2 separate regions of the Ovis aries genome follow, and region 2 is linked to region 1. The links are chromatin contacts, called in public Hi-C maps. All regions are on one chromosome and are shown on one strand. Each heading gives the region's core, a stretch centred on a gene start, on an enhancer-like site or on the middle of the called end of the contact. The rest is flanking DNA. Distances are from core to core; before and after follow the strand shown.

The links. A called contact is a pair of places that touch in the nucleus more often than the background predicts.
Region 2: a Hi-C map of tail adipose tissue shows a contact between it and region 1, with 8 times the contacts expected there. The contact joins the promoter of PRPF4 here to the enhancer-like site in region 1. A contact is called at or near these places in 3 of 16 Hi-C or Micro-C datasets (muscle, skin fibroblasts and tail adipose tissue).

What each region holds. Positions count from the first base shown.
Region 1 is chr2:10,135,114-10,140,698 of ARS-UI_Ramb_v3.0, reverse strand. RGS3 (regulator of G protein signaling 3) reads left to right here. Exons shown (of 23, transcript XM_042242856.1): 20 at 3,217-3,318; 21 at 3,689-3,750; 22 at 4,366-4,532; 23 at 5,301-5,585. The coding sequence ends at 5,486. Among named protein-coding and RNA genes, the nearest start is that of RGS3, 130 kb to the left of the region's middle. Within about 2 kb of position 2,833, at least 30 of the 54 cell types and tissues checked have an H3K27ac peak or open chromatin away from gene starts, as enhancers often do. A contact at or near this core is called in muscle and tail adipose tissue, where this site is marked.
Region 2 is chr2:10,447,614-10,453,198 of ARS-UI_Ramb_v3.0, reverse strand. PRPF4 (pre-mRNA processing factor 4) reads left to right here and starts at 3,265. Exons shown (of 14, transcript XM_012112929.5): 1 at 3,265-3,375; 2 at 4,118-4,298. The coding sequence starts at 3,349. It overlaps CDC26 (cell division cycle 26), which reads right to left and starts at 3,195. Exons shown (of 4, transcript XM_027964107.2): 1 at 3,006-3,195.

The DNA.
Region 1 (5,585 bases), core at 1,584-4,083:
AGTGGAGGGCAGCAGAGGGCAGGCATCCAGGGTGCTGGAGCTCTCCTGCCTCACCCACTCTGGCCTTCTTTTCAAGTAGGGCACTGCCTCTTGACGACCCATGGCTCACATTCTTAAATGCTTAGGCGAGGATTCTTAGATCTGCAATGATAAATAGCTCATATTTATTGTGCTAGGCACTGTTCTGTGTGCATTGACATGTATTATCTAATTTGACCTTTGCATTCACGCATGCGTGCTTAGTTCTGTCTGACTCTGCCACCCCATGGACTGCAGCCTGCCAGGATCCTCTGTCCATGGAAGTTTCCAGGCGCGAATACTGGAGTGGGTTGCCATTTCCTGCTCCAAAGGATCTTCCTGACTCAGGGATCAAACCTGCGTCTTTTGCAGTGGTAGGCGGATTCTTTACCACTGCGCCGCCTGCCTTTACAATACTTTAAAGAAAAGAGAAATTATTGGAGTATAGTTGCTTTGTTTATTAGATTTTCTCCCCATTTAGGTCACCACAGAGCACTGAGTAGAGTTCCCTGTGCTGAACAGTAGGTTCTCGTTAGTCATTTGCTTTATACATAGCTGTGTATATGGCAAACCCAATCTCCCAGTTCGTACCCCCTCCTTGGTAACCTTAGGTTCGTTCTCTGCATCTGTGTCTCTCTTTCTACCTTGCCAATAAGTTCATCTGTACTATTTTTCTAGATTCCGCATTTAAGTGACCTTTACCATAATTTTTATTTTACTCTCCTTTTTTCTTATTTAACCTGTTTTACAAATGAGTAAACTGAGGCAGAAAGAGGTTAAGTTGGTTTTCCAAGGTTAAGTGGCTTTTCTGAGAGTTGAGATCTGAAACCTGGCGTGATGGCTCTAAAAAAGTAAATATGCATACACATATATTTAAATTTTTTAATTTATTTTTTCCCTTCAGTACCCATTATTTATTTACTTATTTTTTTGGCCTCATGACGCAGCTTGCAGGATCTCAGCTCCCTGACCAGGGATCTGATCTAACCCAGGCACCCTGCGGTGGAAGCACAGAATCCTCACCACTAGACCACCAGGGAATTCCCACAGAGCCTGTTATTTCTAAGCAGAGCACCCTGAATGAGGTCTGCAGCACCCCTGCTAATTAGCCTTTGAGCTCCTAGTGATGGGAGCCCATTCTTCAGAGGCTACTTGCTCCATCTTTTCATGGCTCTGATTGGAGGAAAATGTCCCTTTAGCTTCTTCTTGTGGGTCCCAGTTCTACTGTCTGGACCCATGTGGGGCATCTCTGACCTCTACCATCCTTTCTTGAGTTACCTGGGTGGCAATCAGGGATTTTCAAGGCCCTCTCCAGCTGAGCCGTATGGCTGTGAGTCTGCCCAGCTGTATATCTAGGGACGAAAGGCTTGGCTGGGCAGGCGCTTCAGACTCCTCCAGCCACAGGGAAACACAGTGGTTTCTGAGCCAATAAAGAGCCCAAGTGGAAGGCAGCAGCCTGCAGGTTGGACCTCAGGCAAGCTCTCCTCCTCACCCCCCTCCCCTCCCCCCAGCTTCTATGTCCTCACCTCGATAGCGGGCCAGGAGCAGGGGTCCCAAACAGAGCATGGTGCCCCAAGAAGCTGGGCTCTGTCACTCCTAGCCCCACCAAGGCTCTCAGAGGGCCTTGATCCTCACTGGAGGGCTGCCCGTCCCTGGACTCCTTGGCCTTATCTCATTGGCTTGGAATCTGCTAGAGCAGGGTCCTCACCTCTAATCAGCTGCCCTAGGACCTCAGGGTCCATATAGATAAGCCTGAGCACTTTTGCCCCAGCCACTGTGCTAAAGCTTTTTGTGCATTTTTCCCTTGCCTCGAAACAAGCCCAGCAGATGGTAGGTACTGTCATCATCTGTGTTCAACAGATGAGAAAGCTTGACATTCAGAGAGGTTAGGTAACTTGATAAAGGGCACACAGCTGGTAACAGCTGGGGCTGGGAGCTGAACCTGAGCCGGTCTTGCTGCAGCATTTCTGCTCCTAACTTCCTCCTGCACCGCTCGCCTTCATTAAACAGGGCAGACTGTTGGTCTTAGTAACCTCTGAAGCTCGGATAACTTCAGAAGTATGCTGCCCAACGTATAAAACACATTTGAAAGTCCATTATTTAAATTTCTTTTACACTTACTTAGCTTTACGATTTTGATAACGCATTTTAAATTTTACGCATTTAATTTTTCGGTTCAGTCAGCATTTGTCGTCTTTAATCAGAAGGACAGAGATCAAAAACTAAAACAAAAAAATGTGTTATTCAAAAGTCATAAGACTAAGTAGGCATAAAAAAGTTAATTTGTTTCAAATGACATTTTTGAGAATTTATGGGCTTTGTACTTTTGAAGTGATTTGAGCTTAAAACTTGAAACTTCACGGGACATTCTGCATATTCATGGGTGGATATATCCAAAGCCGATGAGGGAGACTGAGCAGTCTGCTGGCAGAAACTATTCTCTGGGAGGTGCCCAGGTAGGGGTCTAGGGACCGGGGAGGCAATCATGAGCAGGAAACACTTAACCCCTTTCTTGCCAGCAGCTTGCCCACAGGCTGAAATCTTCCCTGGGGGAGTGGCAGGGCTAAAAATGGCTCTTGGCTAAAAATAGCCTGTCCTGCCACCCTGGTGGGCAGAGCCTCCCTTCCCTCCGCCTTCCCTCCCAGCAATTTGCTGACTTGTTTTCTCCTCCTTCCCAGGGCGCTGCCATGGTAACGGGGAGGCCAGTCACAAATAACGGGTTTGGCTTCCTGCCTGGGCGGGCCCCAGAGGCCGCCCCTTGCAGACACATGCCCCTTTCACGGGCTCCCTCTTAGGGTTGGCCAGGAGGGATTTTTTTTTTTTTCCCTGCTCCCGTCCTGGTCCCTCCCATTTCCTGGCTCCTCCTGTCTGAGTCCTAGCCTGGCCTGTGCCTGGGAGTCCAGTCGTCCGGGGGCTGGGATTCCAGTGAGTGCTCAGCTGCAGCCCGCACCGTTGCCGCCTGGTACCAGGTTGGGAACAGGAGCCTGGGGTGCTTGCAGCAGACTGTCCCAGGCAGCAAGGTGGGGGGCCCTACAGCGATGCTCCGAGGCATGTACCTCACTCGGAATGGGAACCTCCAGAGGCGGCACACCATGAAGGAGTAGGTGCCCCTCGCCCCAGCCCTGGCCCTCCCCACCCTGAACTGGCAGCAAGCGAGTGGACCGGGCTCACCGACCCCTTCTCTGCTTCTGTCCCCAGAGCCAAGGACATGAAGAACAAGCTGGGCATCTTTAGGCGGCGGAACGAGTCCCCTGGGGCCCAGCCAACGGGCAAGACAGACAAAGTGATGAAGTCATTCAAGTAGGTCCTCTCCGGCACCCCTGGGTCCCCTCAGACACTCACGGGTCCCGTGGGAGCAGGGTGGCTGGTGGGCGTGGAAGGGAGAATGCAGTTGGCTGATCCAGCTCGGGGCTGATGGAGGCTCCTGTGGAAGGAGCCTCATACCCGGCATGAGCAGCATGGATGGGGAGCCACTGTCCCAGGAAGGACGGCCGGGGAGGGACCGAGGTGGGGGTAGAAGTGATGCTGCCGGCCCCAAGAAAGGGGGTGGGCCCCCTCCTGTGCTCCTCATGGGGCTCAGCTACTTTCTGGGGCCAAGGACAGCTGACAGGGGTCAGCTCACTTCCCTGAGCCTCCTGGTCCCTCACTGTGCCCCTTGCCTTCCCCTCAGGCCCACTTCAGAGGAAGCGCTCAAGTGGGGCGAGTCCTTGGAGAAGCTGCTGGTCCACAAGTGTAAGTGGGGGCCACCCGGCCTGTCCCCTCTCTGTGTCCTGTCTCGCGTCCTCCTCTCCTCCTCTCCCAGGCTCAGAGGGTGCATCTGGCCCCGGAGAGGCTGCCTTTCCCTGTTTCCCGGGCCCAGTCAGGGGTCCCCGCTGTTGGGAAAGGCTGAGGCCCTTAGTCTGGCCTTGGAGCCTGCTGCTGCCAGCCCCTCCCTGTTCATGAGAGCTGGCACTGCCTGCCGCAGGCCTTTGGGACCTGTGTTGTCAGACCCATATTCCCAGAATAACAATAAACACTTCCATGTGCTGAGGGCATACGCGGGGCCAAATATGCCTGTCATCTCGTGGATGGGAACCCCTTCTGATCCTCACTAGGATCCAGGAGGTGGTTCCCATTTGACAGATGAGGAAACTGAGGCACCGATGGGGAGAGACCTGGCCAAGGCCCATGAAGAGGCAATACAAGGGTGGGGACCATATCCTGGGTTCCTGGCTCTCAGGAGCGGGTGACCTTCCTAAGCCCCCAGCATCTGCACCCAGAATGAGCCAAGAGGGTCCACTGGGGGTGCCTGAGGGCAGGAGGGGCTGGTTTGGCCTCTCACCTCAGGGTCTGGGCTTCTCCTCACAGATGGTCTAGCGGTGTTCCAGGCCTTCCTCCGCACTGAGTTTAGTGAGGAGAACCTGGAATTCTGGCTGGCATGCGAGGACTTCAAGAAGGTCAAGTCACAGTCCAAGATGGCGGCCAAGGCCAAGAAGATCTTTGCTGAGTACATCGCCATTCAGGCGTGCAAGGAGGTAGGGCTTTGGGCTGGGCCCTCAGGCCCCCGTCCCCATGCCCAGTGGCCTCTCGGTGAGGGGGCTGGCTGGAAGCCTCAAGGAGGGGCTCAGCCAGGGGAGAGGCCAGAGTGACTCTTAGAGGCCAAGTGCCCAGGGTGAAGAGGAAGCAGGCTGGGGTTCCCGGGAAGAACAGAATCCTGACTGATAACACAAATGGCCACTGTCGGGCTGCTAGGTGCCAGGCCCATGCAAAGCCCTTCACAGATGAGCGCTCATATTTAACCCTCACGACAACCTGTAATATAGGTTTTAATATTATTTTCATTTTTAAAATGAGGAGACAAAGTCTCAGAGAGCCTAATGTCTACTGAGTGTTTCCAGTGTGCCAGGCGTTATCTTTTTTAAATAAATAGTTGGTGATGCTAATGTTCACAGCTCTTTGAGGACAGTACTGTTATTCCAGCCTATAATTAAGACAGCCAGGGCTCAGACCACTTAAGCGATTTGCTTAAGGTCACACACCTAACATGTGGCATTGCTGGGATTTGAACCCAGGTAGCCTGACCCTAGAGGTGATATTTTCAGGCCCTAAAAACTCTACCACCCCTCCAGTCAGTGACTGAACCAGGACTTGACTCTGCTAACCTATAGGGTTCCCCTCTGAACCTTAGGATGTGGAGTAGAAGGGCTTGGAGGTGAGAGACTGGGCAGGTCCCGCCCCGGCCCCCGGCCCTCAGGAGCAGCTTCTTGCGGGCGGCCCTGACCTCACCGCCCTCCGCCCCACAGGTAAACCTGGACTCGTACACACGGGAGCACACCAAGGACAACCTGCAGAGCGTCACTCGGGGCTGCTTCGACCTGGCGCAGAAGCGCATCTTTGGGCTCATGGAAAAGGACTCATACCCACGCTTCCTCCGCTCGGACCTCTACCTGGACCTCATTAACCAGAAGAAGATGAGTCCCCCGCTTTAGGGGCCACGCGGGTAGAGCTCAGTGTTCACACCAGGCGGGCTGGGCCCCTTCCCACCTGCCTCCCTCCCCCCTGTGACAGAGGGGGCAAGCAAGCCCCCG
Region 2 (5,585 bases), core at 2,016-4,515, 310 kb before region 1:
TAGAAAAAGTTAGAGAATTCCAGAAAAATATCTACTTCTGCTTCATTGACTACACTAAAGCCTTTGACAACAAACTGTGGAAAATTCTGAAAGAGATGGGAATACCACACCACCTTACCTCCTCCTGAAAAACCCATATGCGGGTCAAGAAGCAACAGTTAGAATTGGACATGGAACAACAGACTGGTTCAAAACTGGGAAAGGAGTACGTCAAGGCTGTATATTATCACCCTGATTATTTAACTTCTATGCAGAGTACGTCATGCGAAATGCCGGGCTGGATGAAGCACAAGCTGGAATCAATGCAGGGAGAAATATCAATAACCTAAGATATGCAGATGACACTTACAGCAGAAAGTGAAGAGGAATTAAAGAGTCTTAATGAAGGTGACAGAGGAGAGTGAAAAGTTTGGCTTAAAACGCAACATTCAAAAAATTAAGATCATGGTATCTGGTCCCATCACTTCATGGCAAATAGATGGGGAAACAACGGAAACAATGACAGACTATTTTGGGCTCCAAAATCACTGTGGATGGTGACTGCAGCCAGAAATTAAAAGACACTTGCTTCTTAGAAGAAAAGCAATGACAAACTTAGATAGCATATTAAAAACCACACACATTACTTTGCCTATAAAAGTTCATATAGTCAAAGTTATAGTTTTTCCAGTAGTCATATACAATGTGGGAGCTGGACAATAAAAAAAGGCTGATCACTAAAGAATTGATGCCTTCAAACTGTGGTGCTGGAGAAGACTCTTGAGAGCCCCTTGGACAGCAAGGAGATCAAACCAGTCAATCCTAGAGGAAATCAACCCTGAATATTCATTGTAAGGACTGATGCTGAAGCTGAAGTTTCAATACTTTGGGCACCTGATGCAAAGAGCCGACTCATTAGAAAAGGCCCTGATGCTGGGAAAGATTGAAGGCAGGAGAGGGGGATGACAGAGGATGACATGATTGGACAGCATCATCAATTCAATGTACAGGAGTTTGACCAAACTCCAGGAGATGGTGAAGGACAGGGAAGCCTGGCATGCTGCTGTCCATAGGCTCGCAAAGAGTCCAACATGACTGAGCAACTGAACAACAATTGGAGGCAGAGATTCTAATTCCATCCCCACTCATCTTGGACAACTGGCTTCACCTTTCACTAGATCTTGGTTTCCTTTGGTCTGTGTCTATTGTTATATGGATTGAATGTCACATTGCAGCGTAAATTCCTGTAATGAAACCTGGCGTTTAGCAAACACTCAGTCAGTTCAGTTCAGTTGCTCAGTTGTGTCTGACTCTTTGTGACCCCATGGACTGCAACATGCCAGGCTTCCCTGTCCATCACCAACTCCTGGAGCTTACTCAAACTCATGTCCATTGAGTCAGTGATGCCATCCAACCATCTCATCCTCTGTTGTCCCCTTTTCCTCCTGCCTTCAATCTTTCCCTGCATCGAGGTCTTTTCAAGTGAGTCAGTTCTTTGCATCAGGTGGCTAAAGTATTGGAGTTTCAGCTGTGGCATCAGTCCTTCAATGAATATTCAGGACTGATTTCCTTTAGGATGGACTGGCTGGATCTCCTTGCTGTCCAAGGGACTCTCAAGAGTCTTCTCCAACACTGCAGTTCAAAAGCATCAATTCTTCAGCGCTCAGCTTTCTTTATAGTCCAACTCTCACATCCATACATGACTACTGGAAAAACCAAAGCTCTGACTAGATGGACCTTTGTTGGCAAAGTAATGTCTCTGCTTTTTGATATGCTGTCTAGGTTTGTCATTGCTTTTCTTCTAAGGAGCAAGCGTCTTTTAATTTCATGGCTGTAGTCATCATCTGCAGTGATTTCGGAGCCCCTCAAAATAAAGTCTGTTACTGTTTCCATTGTTTCCCCATCTATTTGCCATGAAGTGATGGGGCCAGATGCTATGATCTTAGTTTTCTGAATGTGGAGTTTTAAGCCAAGTTTTTCACTCTCCTTTTTCACTTTCATCAAGAGGCTCTTTAAGTCTTCTTCACTTTCTGCCATAAGGGTGGTGTCATCTGCATATCTGAGGTGATTGATATTTCTCCCGGCAATCTTGATTCCAACTTGTGCTTCATCCAGCCTGGCATTTTGCATGATGTACTCTGCATCTAATAAGTTAAATAAGCAGAGTGACAATATATTGCCTTTACTATGCCTTTCCTGATTTGGAACCAGTCTGTTGTTCCATGTCCAGTTCTAACTATTGCTTCTTGACTTGCATACAGATTTCTCAGGAGGCAGGTCAGGTGGTCTAGTATTCCCATCTCTTTCAGAATTTTTCACAGTAAATAGGCATTATTATCGGAAAGAGGCCTAGGGGAGAGGAGGGGGCTCTTTCCAGCTCTGGAAACATCAATATTTTGAGCATCTCCACCCCCTACAAGGAGAAGGAAATGGCAATCCACTCCGGTACCCTTGCCTGGAAAATCCCATGGATGGAGAACCCATGGGGTTGCAAAGAGTTGGACACGACTGAGCGACTTCACTTTCACTTTCACGCCCTACAAGGGGGCAAGAATCTTGTCTTGTCCGCCTCTGATGCCCCAGCACCCAGGGCAGCAGAGTCGTGCAAGTTGCTTGCTTGCAGTTTACCTGACGCCTCACATTCATCATCTCTCTCGGAATAAGACAGAAAGACCTGCTGAAGACAGCAAAAGCGGGGCGTGGCTCCTCCGCCTGGTCTTTATTTCACTTCGGCGCTAGAGGGCTCTTTGAACTTATTGTTTCACCACTGCCCAAATTCACCGAAAACCTACCCAGCCCAGAAGAAACTGCCAAGAGAACTTCCTGACAGTGGAGGAGAACAGCACTCCCGCCGCAGCTCCTGGGCTGCACTCAAGGGTCCAGGGCGAGAGTTTCCATGGCAACATAGGCCTTGGCGCCAGGAGGACTTAGAGCCCCTGGCCGGGCCGGGAGCCGATAGTAGGCCCCGGAATCCCTCGATTCGCTCCCTGAGTTCAGTTCGCAGCCGCGCGATTCCCCGCACCTACCTCTTTTCAGGCCTGTTCAGTCCCTTTCCGGAACCTCGGCGCCCACCCCGAATCATCCGCTAAGCCAACTGGACTACACTTCCCACACTGCCTCTGAGTTTCTCTCTTCGCAGAACCTTGGCCTCCGCGTGCTTCTCTCTGAGGCTCTACAGATCACATCTCTCAACTCGCCCAGACTCCCTCCTACTACGATTCCCATAATGCTCCACGCCTCCCAGGATGCTGCGTCGGACCTAGGACCACTTCCGGTTGGTGACGTAGTTCCGCTTTGCTGGGCGCGCGGTGGACGGTCTGAAACGTAGAGCGCGGCTTTCGCTGAGGCTTCGCGTCCCCGGAGCCCAGCATGGCTTCCTCACGACCCTCCTCCACGGTACAGGTCTCATTCTGGCAGGGAGCGCTGAGGGGGTGGGGGGGTCCCTGCGAAACAGGGCCATTAGGGAACGGGCTACGGCGGTGGAGGGCCGAGGAGGAAGGCTTCGGTGTTTTCCTAATTCTTGGGTGCTTCCATCTGTTTTAGCTCGTTTTCACCTCTCACTCCAGCCCCGAAATGTAAATATCTCTTCCGTCTGGTTCAGAAACGGAGCTCTGAAAGGGAGTAGAGTCTTGGCCAAGATTTATGACACTTTCAGAACTCTTAATTGTAACGAGGCCTCCTAACTTATCTACTGCTTCATATCCGAAACGTTTGAAATGTATGAACAGTAGCTTTCTAACTTGGCCCCCGTACCATCGCGTTGGTTATTTCAGTTATCCTTGATACCCCTGTGATGAGCAGTAATTGTGGAAATTTCATAAAAGCCAAGAAGAGATTTCACCTGCTGCAGCCGTATGAAATACACATATTCAAGAGAAAACCTTTGACAGAAAAATCAGCACGAGAAATTGACTAGTTTTATCCATCTCTTCCTATCTACAAAACTTAAGTGATTAAGAGACTGGAACCACTCTTTCCCTCCACCCCCAGATTAAGGAAGACACATTTTAACTGGTGTCTGGTTTGTCCTTTGTGTGGGGAAGAAATAGGTTTGAAGCTCTAAATAAGCTTCATTCTGCTGCGAAACCTATTAGGCTGCTAAGATTAAGCTTTAGGTTAACCTAGGTCTTTGTTTTAGCAGGCAACCAAAACTAAGGCACCAGATGACTTAGTGGCTCCTGTTGTGAAGAAACCACACATCTATTATGGAAGTTTGGAAGAGAAGGAGAGGGAGCGTCTGGCCAAAGGAGAATCTGGGCTTTTGGGAAAAGAAGGACTCAAAGCAGGAATTGAAGCAGGAAACATTAACATAACCTCTGGTAAGATTCAAATTGTGAGTTCATCTTTACCTTTGGTGCTCAAATTTTCTGTAATGATTACCTTCTTCATCTTAAATATCACTAGTTTATGTCAAGAAACTACAACTAATAAGCTTGCACCTATCAAAGTCCATATTCTCCACCTACCTGACTTGGTCTTATCATCCAAAGAACCTTTTTCTTAAAACCTTTTATACAGTTTTCCTTCAGTAAACTGTTAGTAATTTTACTAGGAATTTATTTATTCAGTGTGTATTTGAATTCAGAGTGATTTCCTTTGTCTTCTGGAGATCTAGTGTAGTTCTGGCGTTAGCTTGGAGCTACTGTGTTTCCTAATATTCTCCTCTTTTTAGTTTTTCAACTGTTTTTCACCCAAAATGAAATTATCTCTTCTAAATTTTAAAGTGATAGCCATCTTTATTTTGAAAGCAATTAAACAATAAAGAAACATATGAAGTAGAAAAACCTGTAATCTGTATTAATTGGAGCTATGTCATTTCAAGAACTTAATAAAGCTATAAAAATACACTTTTTTTTCCCATAAATGAAATCACGATAAACCAATTGTTTTGTAAGCTGCGTTTGTCATTGTGATACTGTTAAATGGGCTTTCCTGATGGCTCAGTGGGTAAAGAATTCACCTGCAGTGCAAGACACAGGAGACAAGGTGGCTTTGATCACTGGGTGGGGAAGATCCCCTGGAAGAGGAAATGGCAACCTACTGCAGTATTTCTTGCATGGAAAACCCCATGGACAGAGGGGTCTGGTGGGCTACAGTCTACCAGCTCTCAAAGAGTTGGAAACAAGTAAGCCAGTAAGTATGCACACACTGTTGAGGGTATTTTTTCATGCCAGTAACTAGTAGTCTACTATATTTTAAAAATAAAATCATTCATGTTTGTCATAAGAAATTCAGAAAGTATGGAAGGGTATAAAAAGACTTCTGTGCAGATAGGACTTCTGTTGTTTCTCATCGACCCTCCCACACATTTTCTTTTCTATACGTGTGCACTTTTCATGAGTTTTAAACCTTTTATGTTATTTTAAACATGACTGCATCACCCTTGTACTTCTCACTTCTCATCCAAATGCTTGTTTTTTATGTGAGTTTTAAAACTAGCTACTAGATTATCCAAAAAGCCTTGTAGTTAAGGCTTTATCATTTTCATGGTAATTATTTCCAGTTCACTGTTAGATTTGTTAGTGTTCCTATACTGAGACTATTTCAGAGAGTAGCTTTGGCAACTGTTGAAATAATGTTTCTATTTTGCCATGGATAGAAAGCCT